2 separate regions of the Triticum aestivum genome follow, and region 2 is linked to region 1. A link is a contact called in public Hi-C data. All regions are on one chromosome and are shown on one strand. The core of a region is the stretch at or near the end of the contact, and the rest is flanking DNA. Distances in the headings are between cores, read along the strand shown. Region 1 holds the start of LOC123122771 (vacuolar sorting protein 18). Region 2 holds the start of LOC123122773 (disease resistance protein RGA5).

Region 1 (7,626 bases), core at 1,943-4,442:
ATTCTTAAACGAGACCACAACCAAATTGTCTTTGCAACCATCTCTCTTTCCCCGATGTCCCTATGAGTCAAACAATCTCTTCATTGGTTATCGTGGGAGAAGCTTGCTACACCTATAGTCAAGGGTGGGATGGAGTTTAGTGATTTCCGTTTCTTCAACCTAGCAAAGCTTGGCAACACAACACATGGTTGGCACCTGATGCATCATCCTAAGTCGTTGTGTGCTAGGGTGTCCAATGGGAGATACTATTCTCACTCGGGTTTTCTTCACACAACAACTCAAGCTCGAGCGTCCACCACTTGGAAGGCGACTGTGGTCCGGAAGGAGGCCTTCGAAGTGGGTTTGATCCATTTAGTCGGTGAAGATATGACTATATCAATGTGGATAGACAGTCGGAATCCAAAAACTACAACTCTGAAACCAAGGGGACACATGGGGTCGCCCCCGCTCTCTACAGTTTCAGATTCGATCAACAACTACACAGGAAACTCGTACACGGAAGTTGTCATTAGAATTTTCTCCGATCATAGAAGCAATATTCAATATTTGTATGAACTCTTCTGGTAGCGAAGTTACCTTGGCATGGGCTTTGGAGAAATCATGCGTCTACTCTATGAATCAACATGTCACTCTCTTTGTGACTCGTAATGAGCTTAGTACTCTTGAGGAAGAACGACTACATAAACTTCATCTACAAACAAACAGTTGTGGACCGCACTCTGGAACTGGATGTACCTCCGAAGGTTCGGGATGTTCTGGTGGGTTATTCGCGGCATCCTTCCAGATCCAATGTATCTGAAGTACATACACATAAAATAGCTTGGTCTTTGTGACATCTGTCAGGCCATGGACGAGGACGATGCATGCACTCATTAGTTGCACTCACGTGAAAGAAGTTTTGGATTGCTGCTAAGGATCAGCTTGATCTTCATTTACCGAGCTTACATCCAAAAACTTGGGCTAGGGATATCTTGTTGAATTAGATGTTTTCAAAGGATGACAGATGCAAGATTATCACCATTATGCACTCTATTTGTTCTTGCAAATGATGGACTCATATTCATGATGGTTATGATTCGGTGCATGCGATTAAATGGGTTCATGAAATGTTATGCCTGGTAAAACTTTTGGTTGACCAAACGAAGACGCTGACGGGACAATGCTGGAGACCACCCGATCCAGGATGGGTAACAATCAATACTGATGGTTCGGTTAATTTTGAGGCCATGCATGGAAGATCGAGAGGTGTAGCCCGGTCTCATTTGGCGTTTCTCAAGGCTTGGAGCAAGCCTCTTCGGTGAGTCTCAGATTCATTCATTGCTGAACTTTTTGGCTCTTCAAGAGGGGGTGATCTTTTCCCAGCTTCATGGTTACTCACATGTGATGATGGAGGTGAACTGCTTGGAGTTAGTCAACCTATGGAACTCGTGCAACAATTCTCGCTCAATTGCATCGCTTATACTAAGGAAATTGGTCCCTAATAAAGGGAATTTGAGGAGACAATACTTAATCTTATGGATGGTTGTTTTGGCTTTGAGGTGCATATGCTCTCGGGTGAATAGTAAATTAAAAATAAATACTAAATAAATTTTAAAAAGTTCTTGTTAGTGAAACAATTGTGCTTGACAATTTTCATGTGACACGGGATAGCATTGTTTCCTCAGTGAAAAAAACAAAATTAAGTGCAACATTTGGAGGTAACATTTATCGTTTGACTTATTTTTGCACATGTCAAAATGCTAAAGCTTTTCCCCTAAAAATTTGCAGGTAGCATTTGGGTCTGACAATGAACACATCTGTTTTTTCTCACATTTTTTTGTCACTTGCAAAAAAACATTTTTGATGAGTAGGAGCATATGCTCCCAAGAGCCGAATTAGATTTCCGTTAGTTTTGCTTCCCTTCCGGTTAATCATGTCGAACGGTTACTGAATATGTTGGCCCTTCAGTGTGCACAATGTGCTTGTATGCTGGACGGGACGGCAGTTGGATTGATCAAAGCTCTGAGTTTCTCATCAGTTGCCTGATGGCATATTGTAACCAAAATTTAGTTCAATAATAAAGCTCGCAATTCGATGAAAAAAATCACATCCCTATGGGCCATACCTCAGAGCCCTAAAAAAAGGGTCGACTACAAAGTCAATTTTCTCACTCATTCGATTAAAATCCAACGGCTGGCATCTTCTCTTTTTTTAGAAAGGCTGGCATCTTCTTCCTTTTTTTTTGAGGGCTAAAGCAGCTCTATTAAATCTCAACAGATAAAGGGATACAAACTATGTCAGGTCTTTCCGTTAGCCAAAGATGGCATCCCGGGGCTAAGGAAGTTGCAGCTTTAGCAAGTAAATGGGCTTCCTTATTACACACGAGTTTCATGAATTAAGTCTGAAGAAATGAACATCAAAAGCTTGGACTTGATCTCCTCCACCACCACCATACTAGTGCCCAGGTAGTGCTGCTTAATGTGTTTGACAATAGCCAGGCAATCCGTTAATATCAGCACCTTCTGAACATTAAGATCAAGAGCTAAAGAGAGCCCCTCGCTGCTTGCCATTGCCTCAAGAATCTCCGGGTTTGTCATATCATCAACTGTCCTCGCCGACGCCCCAAGGAACAGGCCAGTGCTGTCTCGGCATACCGCTGCCATGGCACCACATGCATTGACCATTACGCGAGATCGATGCGTCAACATGAACCTTAACCCATCCTGTTTGTGGTGGCATCCACCTGCCCTCTTCTAACTTAGATAGTCGGGGGGAGCAGGTTGCTTCTTATCAGGTAGGTAATTCTTTATAAAGCTCCAAGTGGACAGAGGCGACTGGAATTGTTGTTCTTGTATCGCTTTTCTCCTTACCCACCAAATAGATCAAAGTGCAACAATAGCCTTAATAAACTACTGAACTGAAACAGAATCTTGCAGTTCGACAAGCCACAGCCGAGCATCATCAGTAGTTATAGCAACCATATATGTTCAACAAGCTCTTCATCAAGTAATGCCTACACACATTTTGCCACCGGGCAATCAATGAGCGCGTGCTTCCAACACCCCGCCCATTGGCGGTATACAGGGTGGGCTGCGGCCCAGCCTGGGATTTTAGACCGGCCTAACCATAGGAAATTGCAGATGGGCCAGAGGAGAAAAAAGCCCAACAAATAGTGGCTTACTCGTTCGGATCTCAGCGGGCTAGCCCAACAAACAGCGCACGGAGGGACACCGGGACAGACGCACCAGCCCGGCAGCCCCTGCTCGTCTCCGACCCCGGCTGCTCGGCTCCCGATCTCGCCTGCTCGCCGCCTGCCTCGCCGGACGCCGTCGCCCGTCGCTAGAGGGCCAGGATCCGCCCCGCCCGCTCAGCGCTCGGCGCCAGCGCGCCCCCCTGGCGCCCCTGCAAGCCGGCGCCCGCCGCCCAATCCGCCCTCCGCTGACTCCGGCACTCGGCCGGCAGCAAACCAGCAACCCCGCCCGGCGGCCAGCCTTTAGCCCGGTTTGAGGACTTGAGGTAAGTTGTCCGCTGCGGCACTGCCCATTCCCCATGTTCTGATTTAGGGTTTGCTCTTTGCTGTCTATTGCATCAATCAGGTGGAAGAGTCAAGTCTATCGCGTTAACTAAACAATCAGGCTTGCTATCCAGTACATGAACACACAGTCCCGTGAACACATACACATAATTTTGATGTCCAGCACATGAACACTTGATCAGTGACATAATAATGGCGTGTCTGATTGTTTGCCACTCTTAACAAGTTACTCTAACAATGCCACTCTAACAAATTAAGAATGCCGTGTAGTCTTCTTTGAACTTCTCAGGGTTTGTATTATGTAGGCTTCTCTTATGCGATTTTTGGTATGTGTGTAAGACCATATTGATCTATTTCCATGTGGTATCGGTAAATTAATTAGAACGTTGGCATGCCATATTTGTTGTCAATTTTTGCTTAAGTGGATCACCCTGTTTTAAATCCTAGATCCGCCGCTGGTTCTGAGAAACAGAGAGAACTACTAGTCCGAGAACATGTAATAATTGTACAAGCACATGGATGCTTCCAAATCTCGTTGGCAATCTGTGTACCTACAACACATGGGTCTGCAAGCATTTGTGTTTTCCGCATAAGATGTATGGCAGTGAACAATTTATCTATGTTGTTTGTAAATTGGTTTGCTGGGAAGAAAACTTTACAGCTTTTTTTATTGTAATATTTAGCACTTTATGATCTTTGTAAATCGTTTTGGTGCTCATATTCTCGGTAAAACAGTACGAAATATCTCGGTGTTAGCTACTCAACACACTCAGTGAGGGTATTATAGACATTTCACATTTCAACAGACAGCTCATACAACAATTTCAAAATGCAGCAGTTAAAAAGAACTGGACTGCAGTTTCTCAGGGGATTCTGCACTCAACTGATTCCCTGGGCAGCCCTGCAGAATCCACTTCTGCAGAATCTGCAGCTGAAAAGAACTGGCCCAGTGATCCCAGACAAAAACTGACCCTGAGCCCAGAATCTCTGACGAACTCATCTACCGGCTGCCATGGACGCCGGCCAGCTCTTCTCCGTCGACCCCCTAGAGCGCCAGGCCGCGAGGGGCCACGGGGCCGTCACCTCTATGGCCGCTGGCAGTGATGTCATTGTCCTTGGCACCTCCCGTGGCTGGCTCGTCCGCCACGACTTCTCCTTTGAGGACGCCCTGGGCAAGTCTCCACCCCTACCCCTCTCCTCTCTCCTCTTCGCAGACCTGTTTTTGTTTGGCTAATAACTGTTGCCTCTCCTTCAGATATCGACCTCGGGGGCGGCCGCTCCGGCGACCATACAGTGCACCGGGTTTTCCTGGACCCCGGTGGCAAGCACTGTGTTGTCACGGTGATCCACCCGGGTGGCGCAGAGACATACTACCACCATGCCAGGTGGCCGCGCCCAAAGCCACTCCCCCGCCTCCGTGGCCTCCTCGTCAATGCTGTCGCCTGGAATCGCCAAGCCATCACCGAAGGTTTTTGCTGATCGATCCAACTATATTTTGATGATCGAAGGTCTTCTTTGCTGTTTCACTGTTCTTGATTGGTTACTCTCTGTGATTTTGTTGCTGCAGCGTCAACCAAGGAGGTGATCCTGGGGACCGAGGCTGGACAGATCTTTGAGATGGCCGTGGACGAGGCTGATAAGAAGGAGAAGTATGTGAAGTTGCTCTTCGAGCTCACCGAGCTGCGAGAGGGCATCAAGGACCTGCAGGTTTGAATTGTTGCTACCGGCGCCATGGTTCATTGCTTACATTTGTGTTGGAGGGAGTGTTATTGAGCAATTTGGTTGCACAGATGGAGACAGCTGTGGTTGGGAATGCCACGAGATACTATGTGATGGCTGTCACACCCACACGGCTTTACTCGTTCACCGGCATTGGTTCTTTGGAAGTAAGTAGTGTTTCTCAATTTATTCGTTGCATCTTCCGATTTGGTATTGACTATCGATAGTGAGCCTATTTGTGAGAAAAACAACTTAGTTTAAATCAAAAGAATCATTGTTGATCTTGTTTACATCGAGTAACGTGAGTACGTGACTCGATAACATGGAAAATGCTATACCTTATACTCAGCCATTTCAAGTCAGTATGCCTTGTAGATTAATGTACATGATCAGAATTTAGAACGTACACTTGGAATGCCTTGTCATTCTGCTAGCAGCAGCAGATACTACACATTTTTCTGCAGAAGATTTTTATGTTGTGTTTCAGTTTTTCGGTTGCGATTTTGGTTTTGAATTTCAGACCTGCTTCAGCCAAAAGAAATCAGACATGCAAGATCTGTATATGCCCTCATTTTCTTAAGATATAGTCTAATATATAAACCTTGTTGCCCAGACTGTTTTTGCTAGCTATACCGACCGTGCCATTCACTTCATGGAGCTCCCAGGAGAAATACCTAATAGGTAAGTTTAACTTGGTCTTATTTTTACGATGCAGCAAAGGGACTGCCTTCTATACACTATTATTGTGCATAAGAATTTTATGTTTGTAACATATGTATCCATTGCATGGAGTCCAGTGAACTACACTTCTTTATCAAGCAAAGAAGGGCTAAACACTTTGGATGGCTTTCTGGAGCTGGAATTTATTACGGTGAACTCAATTTTGGAGCTCAACACAGGTGAAATATGTTGTTCCTATATTTAGCTTAATTCTGTTTTGTAATTTGTAAAGGAACTAGATCATGGCTTTGTATAACCAGATTGCACCTAACAATGAATTTCTGATATGCTCCTAGTACTCATATTTGTCTTAACTTTTTGAACATGAACTACTAATGCACATAATATGACTTAGACAGTCCACATGAAAATGGGATAATTAGATTCCTTTCTGGGGTTACTTCTAAAATATTGGCTTTGTGCCCATTTATTGTGACAGACATTAACGATCAATGTTTAGCTTAATAACATTAAACTGTGAGAAATCAAATTCTGTTTCCAAATAGAACGAACATTATAAGATGAGCCTAATGAATGCTTGTGTTACTCTAGATTTGCCTATGAACTTTAAATTCCATAATCTCCAGCTAGCTTCTTGAACCGTTCTTTTGGGGCAGGGTTCAACCTTTATTTATATCAAGCCAAGCACTAAGCCAGTTTTTTGGCACCAAGCTAGCTTAGTCATAACCCAAGATTAAACCTAATGTTAAGAAGCAAGGTCAAAGGTCAAGTGTCCATATGAGACTTTTTTAAAACCTATTGTTCCATCTCAAAAAAATTATGGTGCTGTTTTACTTTTTCTTGCTATAATAATATTTTAGTTACTGCTTTATTCTTGAACTATATATTGGGGAATTCAATTTAGAACACTTTATTTATTTAGTATTTGTTTTTATTCTTACTAATTTTAGTTCTGCAGCTCTACGAGTGGAGATGAAAACTTTGTGGAAAACAAAGGTTTCTTTGACTATTCAAAACTTGGAGATTCCAACATAAAACCATCATCATTTGCAGTGTCTGAGTTCCATTTTCTGCTCTTGATTGAAGACAAAATTAAGGTAAGATGGTTCTATAAATAGATTTGCATATTTTATGTGTGGTTTATTTTGCTCTCTTGAATTGTTTTTTATCTTCCCCACTACCTAGTACTTATAAAGGCATCACATAACCTGTATTTCTTAGGTAGTGAACAGAATCAGTCAGCAAATTGTGGAGGAGCTTGTAGTTGATAATACACCCGAATCTTCAAAAGGAATCATCGGGCTTTGTAGTGATGCATCAACTGGAGTTTTCTATGCATTTGATGAAACCTCCATATTCCAGGTTCGGAATTCTGCTGATACTTGCTTTTGAGTCATGTAATGTTACTAATATTGTTTGTCATTTAGGTTTCTACGTCTGATGAGGGTCGTGACATGTGGCAAGTGTACTTGGATATGAAGGCATATGCTGTTGCTTTGTCCCATTGCCTTAACCCTTTCCAGAGGGACCAAGTTTATCTAGTGCAGGTAATGTTTGTATTCCTAGAGATCAATGTGAAACGATGTTCATACATCTTGATGCATGTGAGCATGTTCGCAGAATCGTCCCATGCATTCTTTTGTGCTCCTGCATCATTTTCTTATATATGATGATATGCTGGATGTTATTTGGAATATTGCGATGATCAATGC
Region 2 (7,626 bases), core at 2,029-4,528, 140 kb before region 1:
TCTGCATCATCTGCTAGCATCTCCGGTTCACGGAACCTATGCAATGTAGGTGTTGGACTGTTGGGAAGCATACTGACAGCAACCTGAATAGCAGCCTCCAATGCCTCGACCTCCTCCACTCTCGCACACTCACAGTAGATGTTGACAGCAAGGTTCCTGAGGGCAGAGAGGTGGCGGATGCCAAGATCAGGAGGAGAACCAAATCCACATGCAGTCTTCACTTCATGCACAATGATCTGAAACTCAAGCGCTTCGAGCATCGGCATCGCTCCTTCCAAGAACATCAGGTTCGTCCAGTGGACAAAGTTGAGCTTCTTCAGACATGGGAACCCATTGTTGTCGACAATGAGACATCTTTCTTGGGGGCCTGCTGCATTTGAGTATGACTTGAGAAACTGCAAGACAGGGAAGTCCGCAAGCACCTGGACGGTTTCCTGCGCAACTTCAACCTCGATGTCTAGGTAGGTGAGGTTGGCCAGTGAGGCCATCCACACTGGGATCTTCCTGAGACACCAACCTTTGATTGTTAGTTCCTGAAGGTGGTGAGGAGGAGGGCACCAGGAATCCAGCAAGAAGTCCAGTGACCATGGGCTGATGAGCGTTAAAGATCGAAGGTTAGAGGTGCCTAGTTTGCCGAGCGATGAAACAAGATTATCTGCGTATGTCATTTTATCCTTGTGTGCATCACTGATGCGCCAATCCAATCCAAGGCTTCTCAGTTTGGTCAAGCTGCCCAGCTCTTGTAGCGCGGTTACTGGGGTAGTGTAGTCCACAACTACCAGTGACACGGACTCTAGAGCTTGCATGTTGCAGACTCCATTCGGCAATTTGACGCGATGAGCAAGTAACCATTTCAAATTCCGAAGTTTAGCAATACTTGAAGGCAGTTCGCTTATATCATAGCAGTTGAGAAGATCCAATATCACCAATAACTGCAGCTCTCCTATTTGTTCCGGAAGTGTAATGTTGTTACTTGCTCGAATCCTTAGGTATCTCAACTGAAATAATTTCCCTATATCTTTAAGATAGCAGCTTTCCAAATCCTCATTGCCATCTAGATCTAGCACTCTTAGAGACCGGAAATTCAAAAGAGGAGGCATTCGTTCAGAGTACCTGAACATGTTGAGGGATCGAACATGAGCAACAGCCTTGGAACATGTTAACATATTTTCTGCATTGGTGCAGTCAGATGAGAGTCGGTGAACTTTGCCTTGCGGGCGCAGTACTTGTCTTTTATCAGTAACTATAGTAACAAAATTATCTTCGACCGCCTTGGATACAATTAGATCAAGAACCAAATCATGCACCCGGCATGCATATACTCTGCCATCGTATTGAAAATCCACCGCTTGGATCAGGCTTCTGTTTATGAGTTCATTAAAATAGCATTCCCCCTCCTCCTCTAGAGTCCTGCCTCCAAAAACCTTGATGAACCCTTCTGCTATCCACCTTCTTACCAAATAATCCCTCTTGATCACATAATCTTCAGGAAACATACTCATATACAATAAGCAGGTCCTTAAATGATGAGGAAGGTCATTATAACTCAAAGACAGTATCATGTTCATTTCCTCCACATCAGAGTTTTTCTCGAGTCCAAAACCAATCGAACCACAAACCTTCATCCACTCTTCTCTTGTATCTGACTTGGTGGTTAACAGACTAGCCATGGTGATGATTGCCAAAGGTAAACCACCACATTTCTTTACAATTTCAACTGAGACTTCCTTGAGTTGGTGTGGGCATTTATCTTCAGAGCCGAAAATCCTTCTGAAGAATAACATCTTGGAGTAATCCTCACTCAGTGCCTTCAGTTCATATACAAGATCAGAATCAGGGGAGGAGCATGATTTCGCGACGGTGCCAATTCTGGTTGTCACGATTATTCTACTGCCACAAGTGTTCTCACCGAAAGCACATTTGATAATCTTCCAGGCTTGGGTGCTCCATACGTCGTCAATTACGATCAAATATCTAAAACATGGTAGATAATTATGATTAAATAAACAGTAAAACACAAGCTTGTTATCATCAAGACAATCGATCAAAACGTTCATGACTCATGAGAAGGCAGCTAAGTGTAATTCTATGGGATTAGATACCTCTTATCCTGTAGGAAATCCCTCAATTCATTGATGAGCTGCTCCATGTCACCTGATCCAGTGAGTTCAGGTTCATCCTTTTTGACTTGAGAGAGCATTGTTCGGAAGATCATCCCAATGTCAGGATTTTGTGACAAGGAAACAAAGGATTTGCAATCGAATCGATCTCCGATGTTTCGGTACACCTGATTAGCAAGAGTGGTCTTGCCCAATCCTCCAGCCCCCACAACTGACACCACCTTGATCCTCTCTTCTCCATCGTCCAGCAGCCTGACGAGCTCGTCCCTCGGACCGTGGACGCCAACAAGGCCCCCCAACTCCGCGTAGAGCGCCGGCAGCCGGCGGTCGACCGGCACCACGCCGGCGCCACTAGGGCTAGCCGCCGCATCGATCTTGTACCTCTTCCGGCGGTGGCCAGCCTCGACGACGCGGGCCCTGAGCTCCTGGATCTGCTCCGCGATCCCGCGGCGCGACACCATCTCCCTCACCCTGCCCACGTAGCCGAGGACGAGCCCCACCACGCCGCCGCCGCCGCCGCCGGAGCGGCGGCGGAGCTGGCCCATGTACTCGTCGACGCAGTCCTCGACGTCGTAGCTCATCTCCCGCACCTGGTCCCTCCACTCCCTGGTCTGCGGGTCGAGCGGCGCCGCGGCGCCGGCGTCGGCCAGCCGCTCGAGGAGCGCGTTCATGCTGCTCAGCTCGTCCCGCAGGAAGGCCACCTCCCGCCGCGTGCCGCGCTGCATCTGGTTCTGGTAGCAGTCCTCCCCCAGCAGCTCGGCCAGCTTGGCGAGCAGGGAGCTCATGGCCCCCGTCGCGGCGCTCGCCATGATCCCGCCACCCCCGTCCATCCCTTGTGGATTGCGTCCCTTGTCACGCAGAGCAGAAAATGATGGAGAGGAGCAAACGGGCGGAGGGGACGAGTCGTAGCAAATCTCTCTGTCTGGGTCTTGGTCAACAACGAGACGCGGCAAGGCAAGGAAAAGAGTTGTCCTTTGGACTCTGGAGGGTGGAAGATAGGGACCGGGATACGCGGCGGTGTGAAGGCGAGTGAAACAGAGCACCGCCGCCGCTCGCCGTTGAGGCTCCGGAGGCGCTGGACGCCCCTGCCGTAGGCTGCCTCTGTTTTTTCTTCTTCTTTTGACAACTGATTGTGCCCCGATTTTCTTGGGGAGAGATTTTTTGCTTTAGGTATTTTTCGATAGAGATGTGTGATTGTTTCTTTGTTTTTTCTTGACATATATTTCTCACTGCTTGTACTTGTACCTTGTCGCATTCACTTCACCCGATCCCTCCTTTCATTCCTCACCAGATCCACTCCGTCTCGTGACGGGTTTCTCGGCCAAGCTATTCGATCGGGAGAGGCGATGGCGGCGGGGGAAGCAACGATGGTGCAGGTCGCGGGAGGAGATGTGGGGAAGCTAGCGCGGCTTTTGTGAAATCGGCTCGTGGTTTGCGACCTCGAGCGAGTTGAGCCAGGAGGCGTTGGCAGCGTCCAAGGAGGTGAATGCGGAGGAGGGAACGCGTTTGTTCCCGGATGCCAAGGTGAAGTGCCCGCTCAAAGTGCTGCTTTGGGTTACGGAGGAGGCGGACTCAACAAACCCTACACAGCAAAGGAAGTGGGCGACTTTCAAATCCCTCACCAGTGGAGGAGGCGGTGGCGGTGGTAATGGTATTGTCGTCGCCTGGTTCACGTCTGATGCCGATTGTGATCCACGATGACGAGAAGGTGGTGAAATAGGCAAAGAAGAACAAGGGCAACGTTGGTCGTTCGTGGGGACCAGGCAAGCGGCAACGGAGCTACGGCGGCTCCTTGTTGCTCACGTCGTCTGACCCGTTCGGTGTCCGCTCTTGACGCCTGCACAACGGTTCTCCAAGCCGGATCTAGACGCCGAGGCCTCCCTGACGGGCAATCGCTTCTGGATGCTTGCCGGGGAGGTCTCCGACAAGGATTTCGATGAGTGTTGTACCTCCTCAACCTTGTATGACTCCTTTGCCTTCTCCTAGCTGTTATCCCGTGTACGTATTGATGCATGTCTAATGGAAAAAATGGTCTTCGTCGCTGAATTCAACAAACTGAGCTCAGTAAAATAAATTATTGATGATGATTATGTCCGAGCTTGTTTCTTAAAACTGATAAGATCTCTCACACAAATAATCATAGAGATATGCATGACTTTGTGTGTGATTCCCCTATGTGGATTCATCTAGTTGAGGAATTAATCATTAGATAGAGGTTAAATGTGATTTAGGATATTTGAAACCTCTGATACCCATGGCGACTTATTTAAATAGAATAAATAATTTCTATTAGGGTATTGAGGGTGATGATAATTTTGGCATTGGAAATTACACTGATAGTGATAAAATTCAATTAAAACAGGGTCACAATGATATTAATGTTAATTGGGATAATAGTAGCTGGAAGAATATGAGTTAAACACACTACATGTGCCCTAACTTGTCCGGCGCGTTCAGTTCGATGCCTAAACTTGAAAAATACACGAAAGTGGTGCCGTAACTTGTCTATGCGTTCACATACGGTGTCTCTAGACGTATGCCGCCGTATCAAGTGCCCGTGTGGCATGCCAGCGTGTCGTTGGGCCACATGTCAGTGGCTGCAGGCGCGTTGTGAGTTGTGCGTGTATATTTTTTTACAGAAATGCCCCTGGACTTTAGTTAATTCTCGGAAAAAAATTGTTAAGCGCTGGACGCATGCTTTTTTTTACGGGAACGCGCTTGTACTTCAATTAATTCTCACAAAATTATAAACACAAGCTGGCATGAAGGGAATTCAAACCACGGACATCCAGGTTGCCTAACAAACAAGCGGACCAAGAGGCCACACTTTGGTTTACATTTAACTGCTAGCTAGCAACTTATATGCACGATTCCGCGTATCTCTTTGCACATGTTTTTCGAGTGAAGTTTCTGTTTAATTTTCGTGATACATAAATTTTCCCATATGAAAAAATAAAATAATTATCAATATGAAATTATTATTTATTTTATATCTTTACTCTATTTTCATTATTGTGTACCTTGAAGAGATAAACATGCTAAAATTTATGTGGACATAAAAAGTTGAACGTATATTAAAAATTATTATGTAAATTTATGCATCTTCATTGAGGACCATAAGCACGAAGAATTATTGTGTACCTTCATTCTATTTTTAAAATGCATAATTATTTAAAATTGACAATATTCTATTTTAAAAACTGTCCGACGTGTATTAAATTTTATTGTGTGACAATAATAAATTCCAGATATGTACTAACATGTTAAGTGTGTTTGTAGAAATTTAAGAATAATATTACACAATATTTTTTTAATACGCATTCAAAATTTTCAAAAAACATGGTGAGCATTTTCTAAAATAATATGAAAATGAAAAATGAACATGAACGTGAACGTGTCTTTCAAAAGATGCTCACCGTGTTTTTAACATACGTTCAACTCTTTAATTCCAAATCAATTTTAGAAAAAGTTCATGTTTATCTCTTCAAAGTACACAATAATGGAAATAGAATAGAGATATAAAATAAACAAAATTATATATTGATAATTATTTTATTTTATTCATATGGAAAAAAATATTTATCATGAAAACTAAACAGACACTTCACTCGAAGAAAGACAAGATAGTAACTTGGAATAAATAAATAAAATTACTCCAGTAAAAGCATATGCAGAGCCATATGTCAATCATCTATATAAACTGCTTGCTGATAATTAAGCACAAACCAGACCGTGGCCGCCTGGTCCGCTCGATTGTCAAGCGACGAGGATGTCCCATGTTTGAATTCCCTGTACGCTGGCTTCCAGGTTTTTTTGCGAGTATTAATTAAAACCAAGGGGTATTTTTTTCTGAGAATTAATTAAAATCCAAATGCATTCCTGTAAAAAACAACAAGCATAGCTCATAGCTCGCGTCCAGCGCCAGGCCGCCAGCAACCACTGACATGTGGCCCAGCGACAGGTTGGCGTGCCACGCGGGCACTCGATACGGCGGCTTACTTCCAGATGCACCGTATTTGAACGCTCACACAAGTTACGACACCACTTCTGTGTATTTTTCAAGTTTAGGCACCAAACTGACCGCGCCGGACAAGTTAGGGCACTTGTAGTGTATTTAACTCGAAGAATATACTAGTTAACAGTATTTCAGAAGAATTTTTTGATGAAAATTGAAATATCTTTGGTATTATACTTTTTAATATGTAAAGTGCAATTGATACTAGAAAAGAAAAATCAACCTGATGATGTAGCTTTAATAATTCAGTTGGGCCAATTGACTGGATTGGGGTTGGTCTAGTTATCTAATGTGGAGTCTGGGTTGCTAGTGGCAAAAATGGTCATATAAAAACCCCTCCCCAATCCCTAACCTCACCTACCTGGATTTGGAGGAGTCTTTCCTACCCTGAGAATGCAAGGATGAAGCGTCGGCTAGGGTCCAAGGGAAGGAAGAGTAGCTAGTGCGAGATCCTGATCTGGACGTTATGGCTGGACAACAAGGTAATTGGCGATCTAGACCCAATAGGAGTTGGCAGAGAGGGGGTAGAGGAGGTAGCTACCAAAATAGAAATTGTAACTCGCTGGATGGGGAAGGATACAATAATTTTGAGGGCATGCATTCTAGCTTGAATGAAAGGAGGGATGGAGATGGAGGACTGAGAGATGGTGCTGCATCAGGGAACAATAGTGGGGTTAGGACCGGATTGAATCACCAGACCAAGAGTTCTGTCTCGACCAACCAGATTCAGGGAGTTCCCAGAGATATAGGTACTACCTCTAAGGCCCTGCTTGGATTGTCGGTTTGCTCCTAAATACCCCCGTAATCAAAACAGACCTCCAGCCGTCGTTTTCAATTTAGGCAAAAATAACACAACGGCCGGTAAAATACACCTGTAGATTAAATCCGGGTGTATAAATTTACACTGAATCCAAGCGGGGCCTAACCAGATTCATTGAAGGAAATATGCCCTAGAGGCAATAATAAAGTTGTTATTTTATATTTCCTTATTCATGATAAAGGTTTATTATTCATGCTACAATTGTATTGATCGGAAACCTAAATACATGTGTGAATACATAAACAAATACCGTGTCTCTAGTAAGCCTCTACTAGACTAGCTCATTGATCAAAGATGGTTAAGGTTTCCTAACCATTGACATGTGTTGTCATTCGATAACGGGATCACATGATTAGGAGAATGATGTGATGGACAAGACCCATCTGTTAGCTTAGCATATTGATCGTTCAGTTCATTATTATTGCTTTCTTCATGTCAAATACATATTCCTTCGACTATGAGATTATGCAACCCCCGGATACCGGAGGAATACCTTGTGTGCTATCAAACGTCACAACATAACTGGGTGATCATAAAGATGCTCTACAGGTATCTCCAAAGATGTTTGTTGAGTTGGCATAGATCGAGATTACACTACAAAAAATACACTTCCATGATGATACGTGTTTGTCACAGTAGGTCACGTTTTCTGTCATGCATGTACATCCATG

Evidence for each region. A called contact is a pair of places that touch in the nucleus more often than the background predicts.
Region 2: a contact with region 1 is called in a Hi-C map of leaf, with 4 times the contacts expected there. The contact joins the promoter of LOC123122773 here to the promoter of LOC123122771 in region 1. A contact is called at or near these places in 3 of 5 Hi-C or Micro-C datasets (all in leaf) and 1 of 1 datasets of contacts at active chromatin or transcription factors (leaf).

What each region holds. Positions count from the first base shown.
Region 1 is chr5D:461,753,402-461,761,027 of IWGSC CS RefSeq v2.1, reverse strand. It overlaps LOC123122771 (vacuolar sorting protein 18), which reads left to right and starts at 3,192. Exons shown (of 24, transcript XM_044543110.1): 1 at 3,192-3,495; 2 at 4,350-4,686; 3 at 4,770-4,982; 4 at 5,082-5,221; 5 at 5,305-5,400; 6 at 5,847-5,914; 7 at 6,031-6,132; 8 at 6,873-7,011; 9 at 7,136-7,276; 10 at 7,342-7,461. The coding sequence starts at 4,527.
Region 2 is chr5D:461,889,654-461,897,279 of IWGSC CS RefSeq v2.1, reverse strand. It overlaps LOC123122773 (disease resistance protein RGA5), which reads right to left and starts at 3,278. Exons shown (of 2, transcript XM_044543113.1): 1 at 2,103-3,278; 2 at 1-1,974. The coding sequence starts at 2,950.